2 separate regions of the Mus musculus genome follow, and region 2 is linked to region 1. The links are chromatin contacts, called in public Micro-C maps. All regions are on one chromosome and are shown on one strand. The core of a region is the stretch at or near the end of the contact, and the rest is flanking DNA. Distances in the headings are between cores, read along the strand shown. Region 1 overlaps Fut10 (fucosyltransferase 10). Region 2 has its middle 150 kb from the start of 7420700N18Rik.

Region 1 (6,570 bases), core at 2,226-4,725:
GACGGATCTCTGAGTTCAAGACCAGCCTGCTGTCTAGAGTGAGTTACATGACAGGCAGGGCCAGGTCTACACCGAGGAACCCTTTCTTGAAAACCAACAACAACAGCAAAAACAAAGAGAATGAAAAAGAAAACACAACTTGTAGTTCCTTTTCCCATGGCCATGAGCAGTTGCTCTCTTATATCCAAAGTTGCACAAAAGTATGTCAGAGCTGTCTCTTTCTCCTTAGCACAATCTCTCCTAATTTTCAGCTCTGCATACTGGTTCTTGCCCATTTTCACGGACTCCCCTGAATACCATAACTTCTTCCCTGGTCAGTGCCTCCTCCCAGCACGCTCTAGTGGTCTTGCATGCAGCTGCTTGCCTCTTCTGCTGCTTCGCTCCCCATTTCGCAGCCTCTATCCATGCTGACTTCCTTTCTTCTCGTGTAATTACCATGCTACCTGCTATCTGAAACCACACTGCTGCTTTCTCCTCTGGAATGTTCCTTCTACTCCCTAATTCTCTTTGTTCCACTCATCCACTCATCCTTCAATCTCAGCCTGTATCACTACTACCCTAGGACACCTCCTCTAACCTGCTGACCAGGTCTAGCCTGCCCTTAAAACATCTCACAAGTCCTCTGAGTTCTGATGTAACATTTACCATGTGACTGATCGCTGGGTGCCTTTCCTACTGTGCTGTGAGCTTCACAAAAATGAGGGCTTTTGCCATTTTACTTCCTATTGTATTTCTAGTCCTGAACATACTCCCCCCCCCCCCCCCCCCCGCCCCCATGCCAAACACTGAAAGAGCTGCCCTGGCCAACCTAATCAAGAGTTTTGTGGCAAGAGTAAGCTGTTCCACATGATGACAAGAGGGGGCAGCAGAGAGCTGTCAGAGTAGAAGCCTCTGTGAGGTTAGCAAACCAGGCTTGTCCGGCTCTTTAATTAGGAACAGACTAGGAGAGGGAGAAATGTCAATTTGGAAACCGAGAGGCCAGAGAACGATCTGTTCAGAAGAAAAATGGGGTGAGAGTGAGAAGGTTCTAGCAGGAGTTCAGGAGAGGAGGCTGGTGAGGTTTGTGAGCATGTCTTAGCCCCTGGCTGGGTGTCCTCATTCACGGCGGTCCTTTCCAGGGCTGGAAAGGATCCTGCCCCAGTCATGCTGCAGACAGGCTAGTCCATGAGGATGGGAGCCGCTGTGTTCTGGCCAGCAGCTTCTTTTCCTCTGGGAGCTCACAGTACATAGAGAGTGGCAATTCTGTCCCTCCACGAGATTTGAGACTCACAGGCTGGACCTTGAGACACGAGGAAGAAGGAGAAGGGTAGGAAGTAACATTTCCAAAGTGCCCTGTGTCACAGACACAACAAAGTCTGTCTGGTAAGATTACACTTTAACGCATTTGAAAGGTGGATGTATTCTGCTCTGCGGGTTACAGTCGTAAGTGTCGGCCATTCATCAGGCGGCTAATCTGAATTTTAACCTTAGCCTCGTGGTTTACAAATCTGTCTTTCTGATATGTACTCAGAAGACACGGAGACTCCCCCCACATTTTTTAAAGCTTCTTCTTGTGTAAGGAGAGCATGGTCTCTTTTTACTCCTGTGTTACACGAGGACTAACATTTTTATGAGGGAGGTGGAGAGTTCAGCTTGGCTCACTTGAGGGCTCTGGGTTCCACCCCCAGCACCACACACAGAAAAGCTGCGCTGGAAACGGTTACCCTAATTATGTGTGTGTTGGTTTCTGGGAAGTATTTAGGTTGATATCCACACTCTGTGTGGCTGGCCTGTAAAGGGAACTCTGTCAGGACCTTCCTCTTGATTTTATATGGAAACAAGCAAACATTTTGGGAGGGTTTCTTGGTCAGAGTGGCTCCCCGTGTAGAGAAAGGAGTTATCAGCTCACAGCTCAGGAACCAGCTTTAGAATTATTCCGAGTTTCTGTGAGGTCCTCTGGAGAGAGTCCCCTCAGGAGAGCTTGCTCTTACGCCCACCCTCCATACCCCCAGTACCTCTATTGCCTTCACTGTCTCCATGGTCTCCACTGCAGGCACTGTGCCTGCTACACCCACTGCGCACACTGCACCCACTGCTTCCTGTGTGCCCACTGCCTCCACTGCATGCACTGTGCCCACTGCTCTCACTGCATCTACTGAGCCCACTGCACCTGCTATGCCCACTGTTCCCACTGCCCCCACTGTGCCCACTGCACCCATTGCCTCTACTGCACCCACTGCCTCCGCTGCACGCACTGTGCCCACTGACCCCACTATACCCACTCTATCCCCTTGCACCCTCTGCACTCACTGCTCCCACTACTTCATCCACTGCATTAACGGTGCCCTCTGCCTCCACTGCTCCTACTGTCCCCGCTGCCCCACTGAACCCACTGCACCTACTGCACTCACTGTAGCCCTACACTCCCTGCAGCCACTGCACACACTGCCTCCATTGAGCCCACTGACCCTACTACACCCACTGTACCCCTTTGTACCCTCTGCGCTCACTGCACACTGCACCCACTGTGCCCACTGGGCCCATTGTTCTCACTGTCTGTCTCTCCTGCCCCTCAGTACCCAATGCCCTCACTGTGTCCCCTGCACTCACTGCACATATTACACTGTAGGCTTTGGCTTGCTATGCCTGAGCACCCTAGCCCAGGTCCCTGACTTCACTGTCCACAGAGCCCGTGTGGCTAGGAGGTCTGTGGCCTGGGATGGAAGAGCATCATCTCAAAAGATAGAAAGCCAGCAGAGTTGAGGGCAGTGCCCAGCACTGTCTCTGTTACCTTAGCAGCTGAGAACTGAGCACGGGCAAGTGCTTTTGGCAAGGGAGAGATATGTGACTCTATCAAGTACTAAATCATGCTGAAGAATTTCACAGACGCTAGTGGTAAATCTGTCGTTAACACCGTCTTTGTCCTTCTTTGCACTAGTGTGGCCTGTTACTATCCATTTTCACCCGCAGGAATGACTTGTCTGTGACCCCTTCCCATTATCACCTGCGGGATAGTATCTGTGTTGCCTTGTTTTTATTAGGTAGATTTGATCAAGCAGTTACTAACGGTGACAGCAAGCTGCTCTTCAGATGCCTGCAGATGTCAGTATAGCCGTGGAAGTGGCTGCTGCCACCGGCACCTTCCGTTCTCTGTGCACATGCCCTGAGTCATGTTAAGTTTCTCTCCTACTCTGCTTTTAGTTTGGAAAACACCTGTCGATTCACAAGGAGCTGAGAACGGCAAAAGGGCTCTGCTCTCCAACCGAAGGAGTATTTGCTGGGGACTTAGAACACATTTCTCTCCCAGTTAGCTAATTTTCAGGATGCTTTAGTGAAACCTTTTGGAAGAGACCACAGTGAAGATATACTGTCAAAGAAATTATTCTAGTCAAATTCTGGGACCTAGAATTAGGAAACGGAGCACATGGAGATGATGGAGGATCTGGTAAGTGAGCTTCATACACAAATTTCAGGGTGTTTTCCCAGGAGGTGACACTAGAGGGCAGTATGCACGGGTTAACGCTGGTCAGGGAGCAAGGATTTCTATTCTTCCAGTTATGTTTGAAAGTGTTCTTGCATCACTCTTTAAAGCTTCATTTTATCACACAAAGGAATAAAAAGTGTTAGTGTCTATGCTACCAGAAGTATTTTAGGATGAGAATTTTGATAATTCTATCTAGTTAATATTTAGATCTAATGTTCAAAGTCAAACTTTATCTTTTTTTAAACCTTTACATAAACAATTTATTTACTCTAAAGGGCAACACAGACAGAATGCCATATAAACACAAAGGAAGTCGTGCAGGGTGGAGATGCTGGCCAACTTTAGATCTGAGGCTCATAAGCAACAGCCCAGGTTTCTGAAAAGGGCGAGGGTAGGGAAGGAGAGGCAGTGTGGTTCTGTCACACAGCCAGATAGAAGCCAGAGCTCTGAACAGTGGGAAGCATGCCTGCGTCCCAGCACAACTGGAAGAAACTAGCTGCTAGGGGCTTACCAAGCACAAAAGTTTATCCCTTTACAGCACTTGAAATACTGACATCACTATTAAAATAAAAACAAGTTTTACTTAATAATCAAAACCACAAAAGACTGGATATGCCAATGGCGGAAATGCAAAATTGCGCCCGCTTAACCCTCCCAGATGACTAGTAACTGTACGGATGGACTTAGCTGCAAAAGGTTGTAAACCAGTTCTTGGTAAGCCAATCTCTTCCTCGTCATGGAGCCCAGGGCCCCGGCTTATGAGGGGGCAAACGTCTTTGCTTGTGCTCGGACCCTTTACTTATATTCCACCCTGCTTTGGCAGTAAATTGTGTAGGTCTCTGCTTGAGCTGGGTCTTGAATATTTGGTTCATTTAGAAGTTCTTGTATTCTTAAGATCTGTCTGATGGTGATAGCTGGCTCCCAGTCCTTGTCTTCCTCCAGGACAGACAGGCATACTGTGCCAGAAGGATGCACGTTCGGATGAAAACAGTGGTGGTTCAAATTTACATTTTTGGTGGTGAGGACGGATAGTCATCTTTGAAAAGCCTACTTAGTTTGAACAAGCCTCCTTCCCACGGAGTCCCCTTCTTTCCAGGGATAGCACACTCCCAGTTCATCAGGTTCATCGTACCATCAGAGTTCCTTGTCGAGACAGCCACAAAGCCAAAAGTGTGGAAACTCCAAGGTTTCCTTTCCTGCACAAGTCGGCTGAGGGCCATCCCGGACATATTCAAAGTACCAACAAAGGGACAGGAACTTAGAACCGTCCGCGCGCCCCCTGGTGGTCATCCTGGCGCCTGCTCCATCTTTCTTTTTTATTTTTCTCTTCTCTCTTCTCTTTTTGGAGGCACTCAGAGCTATGAGTTTCCCTCTTAGGAATGCTTTCATTGTGTCCCATAAGTTTGGGTATGTTGTGGCTTCATTTTCATTAAACTCCAAAAAGTCCTTAATTTCTTTCTTTATTCCTTCCTTGACCAAGGTATCATTGAGAAGAGTGTTGTTCAGTTTCCACGTGAATGTTGGCTTTCTATTATTTATTTTGTTATTGAAGATCAGCCTTAGTCCATGGTGATCTGATAGGATGCATGGGACAATTTCAATATTTTTGTATATGTTGAGGCTTGTTTTGTGACCAATTATGTGGTCAATTTTAGAGAAGGTACCATGAGGTGCTGAGAAGAAGGTATATCCTTTTGTTTTAGGATAAAATGTTCTGTAGATATCTGTCAGATCCATTTGTTTCATCACTTCTGTTAGTTTCACTGTGTCCCTGTTTAGTTTCTGTTTCCATGATCTGTCCATTGGTGAAAGTGGTGTGTTGAAGTCTCCCACTATTATTGTGTGAGGTGCAATGTGTGCTTTGAGCTTTACTAAAGTTTCTTTAATGAATGTGGCTGCCCTTGTATTTGGAGCATAGATATTCAGAATTGAGAGTTCCTCTTGGAGGATTTTACCTTTGATGAGTATGAAGTGCCCCTCCTTGTCTTTTTTGATGACTTTGGGTTGGAAGTCAATCTTATCAGATATTAGGATGGCTACTCCAGCTTGTTTCTTCATACCATTTGCTTGGAAAATTGTTTTCCAGCCTTTCATTCTGAGGTAGTAGTGTCTATCTTTTTCTCTGAGATGAGTTTCCTGTAAGCAGCAAAATGTTGGGTCTTGTTTGTGTAGCCAGTTTGTTAGTCTATGTCTTTTTATTGGGGAGTTGAGACCATTGATATTAAGAGATATTAAGGAAAAGTAATTGTTGCTTCCTGTTATTTTTGTTGTTAAAGTTGGCATTCTGTTCTTGTGGCAGTCTTCTTTTAGTTTTGTTGAGGGATTCTCTTCTCTTCTCTTCTCTTCTCTTCTCTTCTCTTCTCTTCTCTTCTCTTCTCTTCTCTTCCTTCTCCTTCTCCTCCTCCTCCTCCTCCTCCTCCTCCTCCTCCTCCTCCTCCTCCTCCTCCTCCTCCTCCTCTTCTTCTTCTTCTTCTTCTTCTTCTTCTTCCTCCTCTTCCTCCTCCTCTTCTTCTTCTTCCTCTTCTTCTTCCTCCTCTTCTTCTTCTTCTTCCTCTTCTTCTTCCTCTTCTTCTTCTTCTTTCTTCCTCTTCCCCTCCCTTCCTCTCCTCTTCCTTCCTTCCTTCCTTCCTTCCTTCCTTCCTTCCTTCCTTCCTTCCTCTCTCTCTCTCTCTCTCTCTCTCTCTCTGTCTCTCTCTCTCTCTGTCTCTCTCTGTCTCTCTCTCTCTCTCTCTCTCTCTCTCTCTCTCTCTCTCTCTCTTGGGAAATTGGACTATGGATCCAGTGCGGGGACTACAGTGTTCATCTGTCAGTGTCTGATTCATATACTCACCACTCTCTCCTTATTTCATTCAAACTTTATCTTTGTTTAAAAATAAAACAAACAAATAAACACAACAAAACAAAAAACTGTTCCTAGTGTGGTGGCCCTTGCCCATAATCCCAGAACTCAGGAGGCTGAAGCATCAGGATTGTGATGCAATTCAAGGCAATGTAGGAAGGAAGGCTCTGTCTCTGGAACAATAAAAATAAAAATGGTAGTTCTTTCCTTTTATAATTACTGATCCCAAAACTGTCCTCTGGAATTTATGTTTGTGTGTCTTCTCTCT
Region 2 (6,570 bases), core at 1,700-4,199, 300 kb after region 1:
CATCCTTTCATCTCTGCTCCAAACTTTGTTTTTGTAACTCCTTCCATGTGTGTTTTGTTCCCAATTCTAAGAAGGAGCAAAGTATCCACTCTTTGGTCTTCATTCTTCTGAGTTCAGCATCCTTAATCATCAGAGAAATGCAAATCACAACAACCCTGAGATTCCACCTCACACCAGTCAGAATGGCTAAGATCAAAAATTCAGGTGACAGCAGATGCTGGCGTGGATGTGGAGAAAGAGGAACACTCCTCCATTGTTGGTGGGATTGCAAGCTTGTACAACCACTCTGGAAATCAGTCTGGCAGTTCCTCAGAAAATTGGACATAGCACTACTGGAGGATCCAGCAATACCTCTCCTGGGCATATATCCAGAAGATGTTCCAACTGGTAAGAAGGACACATGCTCCACTATGTTCATAGCAGCCTTATTTATAATAGCCAGAAGCTGGAAAGATGCCCCTCAACAGAGGAATGGATATAGAAAATGTGGTACATTTACACAATGGAGCACTACTCAGCTATTAAAAAGAATGAATTTATGAAATTCCTAGCCAAATGGATGGACCTGGAGGGCATCATCCTGAGTGAGGTAACCCAATCACAAAAGAACTCACATGATATGTATTCACTGATAAGTGGATATTAGCCCAGAAACTTAGAATACTCAAGATATAAGATGCAATTTGTGAAACACATGAAAGTCAAGAAGAACTGAGTGTTCTTGTAAAGAGCTTAACCCAACACATCACTGAAAACTCACCCATGCTCATTGCTATATGATCAACTTCTAGTATTACCTTATTTTGATTATTACATTATATGAAAGCTCTTGATGCCTATTTCATGATGCCATCTGAACATTCCAGGATTACATATTGTACTATGCATCATCTAGCTTCATTGTTTTTTGCTTGAGTTCCAGAAGTTATGAACAAGTCACTTTTGCCACTTCAGTACTACAGATGGTGTATTAAGTCCTGAGACTGGCACTTCAGTTTCAGTTGGCAGTGATGTGATTCAAAGCCTGGGTCTCTCCTCCTAGAATACTGCTGCCTGCTCAGAGCCAGAGTCTCCATATGTGAGGGTCAGCTTGAGGATGAATGGTTATATTTCCTGACGCGGGGTATAGAGACACTTCCTTGGTTATTCTGGGTTTCACCTGACTCTTACAGATGAAGGATCTATGCAATCCACTGATCCCTCCAGCCAACTCTAATATTGACAGTGATATAGGCCATGAGTTAACTCCACTGATACCGTAAGTCTTTATATATAATATTGGAAAGATCTGGAAGTTTTGTCTGTCAGGCCTCTAGTTCATAGCTAGTACCAGATCACAAGTCATCAGGGTTGGCTCTGACCTTCAAGGCAAAGCCCATGTGTCAGTTATCCTCCTCTGTTCCCCAGTAGAAGGAATTTTGCTTCCTCTGCTGCCTGAGAGAAAGGGTCCCGGAAGCAGTCCCCAGGATATCTGCCTAATCAGGTTCCAGAGACGTTGTCCATAGTCACTGTACAAGAGGCAGGGGACATGGGTCTCTGCTTGGCACTCACTGTAGCAGGCCAGATCCTGGAATTCAAGTGTAAGGTCTAGATTTAATTCCTTTTTCATCCCTAAAGCAGGAGACATCTTCTATCACATCATATTGCTTATAGCTGGAAAAAGGATAACATGGGCAACCCCTTCTTTGATGCAGTTTCCTTCTTTGCTGTACTCATTGAACCCAGGCAATGTGTTCTCTACTTGGTCATTTGGTGGCCAATTAGCTGCTTAGATCTGGGTTTCAGTGAGGCGATGATTACTGGAGGATCTGCCTCAATTGTCCCATTGCTAATTAGTATTTATTAAGCATATTGCTTTCTAAAACATGTCCTTGCTTAGAAAAACAGAGTTCATATTCTCATGTCTCTCGGTCTCACAAAAGTGCAGAAAATAATTTAAAAGTTAATAAGGTAATAACCATAATTTATGTATTACTCTAGGTGAGACACATGTCCTGAATAATGAGAATATCAATTAAGAAGCAACAAAGAAATTGAACCAAGTTTGGCATGTAAATGAAGGTTTATTTAAGAGAGCATTTCAAATATATTGTTGGAAATATTTCTGACTCATTTTCAGTTTTCATAACATTTAACTTTAAAATTGCATGTGCTTAGGTAACAGGCATATATATATGATATATATATATGATAGTCATCTTAATAGATCATAAGAGCCATTCAATAAAATTCAACTCTTACTCATAAAACCTGTGTATTTCTGATTTGCCTTATTTGTAAATATTTTCAGCTATTTCTAATTACTTTTTCTTTTTTCTTTTTCCTACTTCATAGAGCATTATTTATATATATACACACATACATATATATTTATATATATTTCTATCTACTGTATAAGCTCTTAATGTTTACAGGTTTTTCAGGTTACTTTTGTCCAATAATCATTATGTCTATTAAGTCTATGTGTTCTTTAACGATCTATTTTCTTATATTCTTGTGTGTGTGTGTGTGTGTGTGTGTGTGTGTGAATGGGTACAGATCTAAGTGCTTGTGGAGGTCAGGAAAGGCCTGGGATGCCCTGGTGCTGGACAATCACTTGACTTGGATGTTGTGATCCAATTCCATGTCTTATGCAGTACAGCAAGCATTCTTAACCATTTTACCATCTGTCCAGCACAGTAAATCTATATCATATCAGAATGCAGGTACGTGGGCTGAATTAATGGTGATAATGGCAGAAATGCGCTCCATCTTACTGGAAGTAATTTGATGACATCACGGGGCTTTATAATTACGGCAGTGTTCTTGTCTACATGCTTATGACGTCATCATTTTGCTGCCTACTCAAAAAACAAGTGTTGAATTTTAGGACGTGTTTCCTAGCATCTGTTGAGATACACATACTGAAGTTGTGAGTCACATTAACATGTGAGCGTATGTTCAGTCATCTGTGCCTTTGAGAGAAGCTCTCCTACCTCACGAGGTATCACTACCAGTCTGTGGACAGCCAAGGCCAGGACTTTTACCTTTGAGAAACCATGGCTGAGTTTGGGCATTCTGCAGGTTCTTGGCTGACAGTGCCATTGTGTTCTCATTAACCTTAATTCTCCCATAGAGAGCATGATGGCACTTCTCTACCATCACAAAGTAGCTATAAAAGACTTCTATATAAAACCATGGTGATCAGAGAACCAACGAACACGAACATTGCACATTGGATTCCTACTTTGTAACTTCCTAACAGCATTGGTGACACCATTGAACAGATGAGGAACCAGAAGTACTTGATGCTGTGTGTTTCTTTCCCTTAGGATGGTATCAATGTTAGAAATGCTACATAGACTTGTCAGAGAGTTTAGGGATCCTAACCCATCCTTCTAAATGAAGCCATTGTCCAGATTAAAGAGCATATTGATGATTAGAAAATTAAAATGGCTGGGGGTGGGGGGCAGGGGGTGGTATTTTAAAGATTGTCCACTAGATGGCATTATGAGCCTATCAGAATTATTTTAACTGAATATTTAGTCACCAGTTAAATACTAGTTAACTAAAGAAAGATGTTAGTGAATGGCCATCACTAAAAAGAACACCATCAAGAAAGTTGCTAATCCCATTTGTTCGGGTACATGTTAAATGTAGCAACAAGTGCAACAATTATGCTAAAAGGAAGCAACAAAAAACCCTATTTAAGGACAGCCTTGAAAGCAATCCCTCCTGTAAGCATGGTAAGTGTCGAACTCTAGCAAAAGAACAAGGTCTTACAATAAAATGTCAATCATGTTTTACATAAATAACTAAAAATCCTTTTTACCAAACTGAATTACACAACGTCTTCATGAGTGACTCCAGGAGAACTTAAATGCACGTGTCAACAAGCAGGATTAAGCGTGGCTTTGAAAGGAGGTTGGATAGGATGGCAATGACAAAATCATTTTGGGTTTAAATGACAGTTTTCTTATTCGGTTGTCTTTTGGGGGCGACTGTTGGAGGCAAAAATACTTGCATACAATTTAGGAAGTAAGAATAAACTCATTTGCTTTTGATTCTTATGACATAAACTAACTCATCTTGGACCCCAGACATGCTGATGCTTTCATGAGGGCCGTGTTTACCCACCTTCAACAGTTTTCAACCAGTTCTATTTTCCTTCCAATAACATAATTTATCCTAACATTTCTCTTCCTATTTCCTTCAGTTTTGCTCATTCCTATGGTATTAATGGTTCAACATATGGTTCAACTTAAAGTTTTGTGCTTTATGGTCATGCTAAAGGGATTAGTCGTTCAGGGAAATTATACTTTGAATTTTGACCTTTTCCTGGGCTTGTAATATATTCTTTGATACCCTTGTCTTGGGCAACAGCAGTGAGCTACAGTCAGCCATGCCATCCTGAGGGTAAGCTATCAATATTCCACCATGAATTGTGTTGCTTTCCTAAGAATGCATGGTTGAAGTGTTACCTGCATCGTTGAGCTCATAATAGTCTTAATAGGAGAATCTTCCATGTAAGTCAAACATCTGTATATGAAAGAATGATATTATCCTTTATTTATTTTCTTGAGAAAGACGGTACCTAGGTGAGCACCTCACATAGTCATTCTTTTTAGATTCTGGTTATCACAGATTTGAAATGATTTACAGCACAATAGCTTTCAAAGGAATCGCTTCACAAGTGTGAAATAGACTTTCCATTAGTAATTATTTAATGATTTTTCTAAATATGTGTCTGATAAAGAAAAAAAAATTACTTTCAAATGGCCAGTAAGTCTTGGGAAAGAAGAAGAAAAAAAACCAAAACCTCAAGCCATAACATATCTTAATCTCATCCAAAGTAAAGAAAAACTCAAACAAGTCAGGCTATATAAGAGAATTAGGAAAGTTTTACTCTGTTAAAGTTTTGGTTTCAAGTAGAAAGGACTGTGGGCCCCAAGGGGTACTCACAGGAAGACTAACAGTCAACTAACCTAGACCTTTAGGGTTCCCAGGGACTGAACTACTAACCAGAGAGGATACATAGGCTGGACCTAGGCCTTCTTGCACATGTGTAGCAACTGGAGCAGGGGCTCTCCCAAAAGCTGTTGCCTGTCGGCGGGTGGGATATGTTCTACTAGCTAGGCTGTCTTGTCTAGGTACAGTGAGAGAGATTGTGTCTAGCCCTGCAGAGACTCAAAGTGCCCGGGGTAGGGGGTTACGGGGGTGGGGGGTGGGTGCAGTATTCACTTAGAGGGGAAGGGGATGGTGGAAGGATTGTGGAAGGGGCTGACCAGAGGTGGGCAGTGATCAGGATGTAAAGTGAATTAAAAAAAAAAGTTTCAAATGTTACTTCCCAGATTGTGGAATTCAGTCCTCTCTGTTAATTAATAAACAGACAGCATTTGAAGTCATGCCACTCTCCCCAAATCAAAGGTCAAGTAGAACATTCACCTTCAGGTTTCAAGAGTTGACTCATGCTGGCTAACGTGGCCAGGGTACAGAATGGTAGGAGAGATGGCTTTCTACCTCCCACCAGTCATGTGAGTAGCGAGTCACTCCATTCTGGCTCTGGAGAGCTCTCTAGGTGTCTGAGTCAGACTTCTTAACCAATGGCATTCAGAGAAACTCAAGCTGCCCCTTTTAATTCAGTAGGAGAGAAAAAATGTGTGGAATGTTATTTGCCAAACTGTGACCTCAATTCAGACAACATGCCTGGGCAGGTAAGGCAGGCTCTAGCATCTGGTAGCTTGAAGCATTAAGGGTGTACTTAGCAGTTCTAACATTTCAAACACAGAAGTACTTGCTGTAAGAAAAGAGTCTCTCCTGTGCTGATAAGGATAGCATACAATGGAATTATTATATATTTTTTTAAAATAACCCAGCCCAGCAAAGTATGTGCTATCAAATAACATCTTTTCTAACAAGTGACAAATCTTGTCTTTGAGAACAGGTTTGCAGGTAGCTTGGAGAGAACAAAGAATGACTTCAGAAATTTGAAGAGTTGGAAAAGTGAACACTCTGGGTCTAAAATCCTGTTTATTGTTATTATTTTAAAATTTAGTTTTCCACACTTTTCCTGACTGAGCTGAGGGCAGACTGAGGGGCTGTTCTTGTGATTCTGTGATTTGACACCATTGTGTGTCTTCTCACAAAAGGATCATTCGCTGACAACACAGCCAGGTCGACTCTAAGCTTGGTGGGCTTTGGTGGGACCTGGCACACTTTACCTGGATTTTCACACATGAGGATGCTTAGATCTAAGAGCTGGGCTTTTGCGTCATTTTCTGTTCAAAGAAATTCCAAAGATCAGTTAAATTTATCCAATTGATATTGAAAATGGAATCTCATGCACTGTTTAAAAAAATCATCCAATGCTCTAGAAATAGATGGATTATTTTTCTTAAAGTAAAATTTATTTCGTTTGTGGTAATTGGCTGAATATAAACACGAGGAAAGACTGAAGGGAGTCCTTTCTGCATGAAAACTATCTATGGAGATTAACTTAGTCTCTGTCTTCTTCAATGTTAGAAATACCTTTGGACCAACACTGTAAGATGGGAGTTTTAGGTAAAAAGGAAAACTTTACAGATAAAAATC

Evidence for each region. A called contact is a pair of places that touch in the nucleus more often than the background predicts.
Region 2: a contact with region 1 is called in a Micro-C map of the HL-1 cell line, with 4 times the contacts expected there. The contact joins two enhancer-like sites. A contact is called at or near these places in 11 of 484 Hi-C or Micro-C datasets (the AML12 cell line, the HL-1 cell line, adipose-derived mesenchymal stem cells and 6 more).

Annotation. Positions count from the first base shown.
Region 1 is chr8:31,210,661-31,217,230 of GRCm38.p6, forward strand. The region is part of intron 3 of Fut10 (fucosyltransferase 10); the gene reads left to right. It also overlaps the pseudogene Gm8051. Among named protein-coding and RNA genes, the nearest start is that of Fut10, 27 kb to the left of the region's middle. Within about 2 kb of position 3,476, at least 4 of the 459 cell types and tissues checked have an H3K27ac peak or open chromatin away from gene starts, as enhancers often do. A contact at or near this core is called in the HL-1 cell line, where this site is marked.
Region 2 is chr8:31,515,607-31,522,176 of GRCm38.p6, forward strand. No RefSeq gene overlaps it. Among named protein-coding and RNA genes, the nearest start is that of 7420700N18Rik, 150 kb to the left of the region's middle. Within about 2 kb of position 2,950, at least 12 of the 459 cell types and tissues checked have an H3K27ac peak or open chromatin away from gene starts, as enhancers often do. A contact at or near this core is called in the HL-1 cell line, where this site is marked.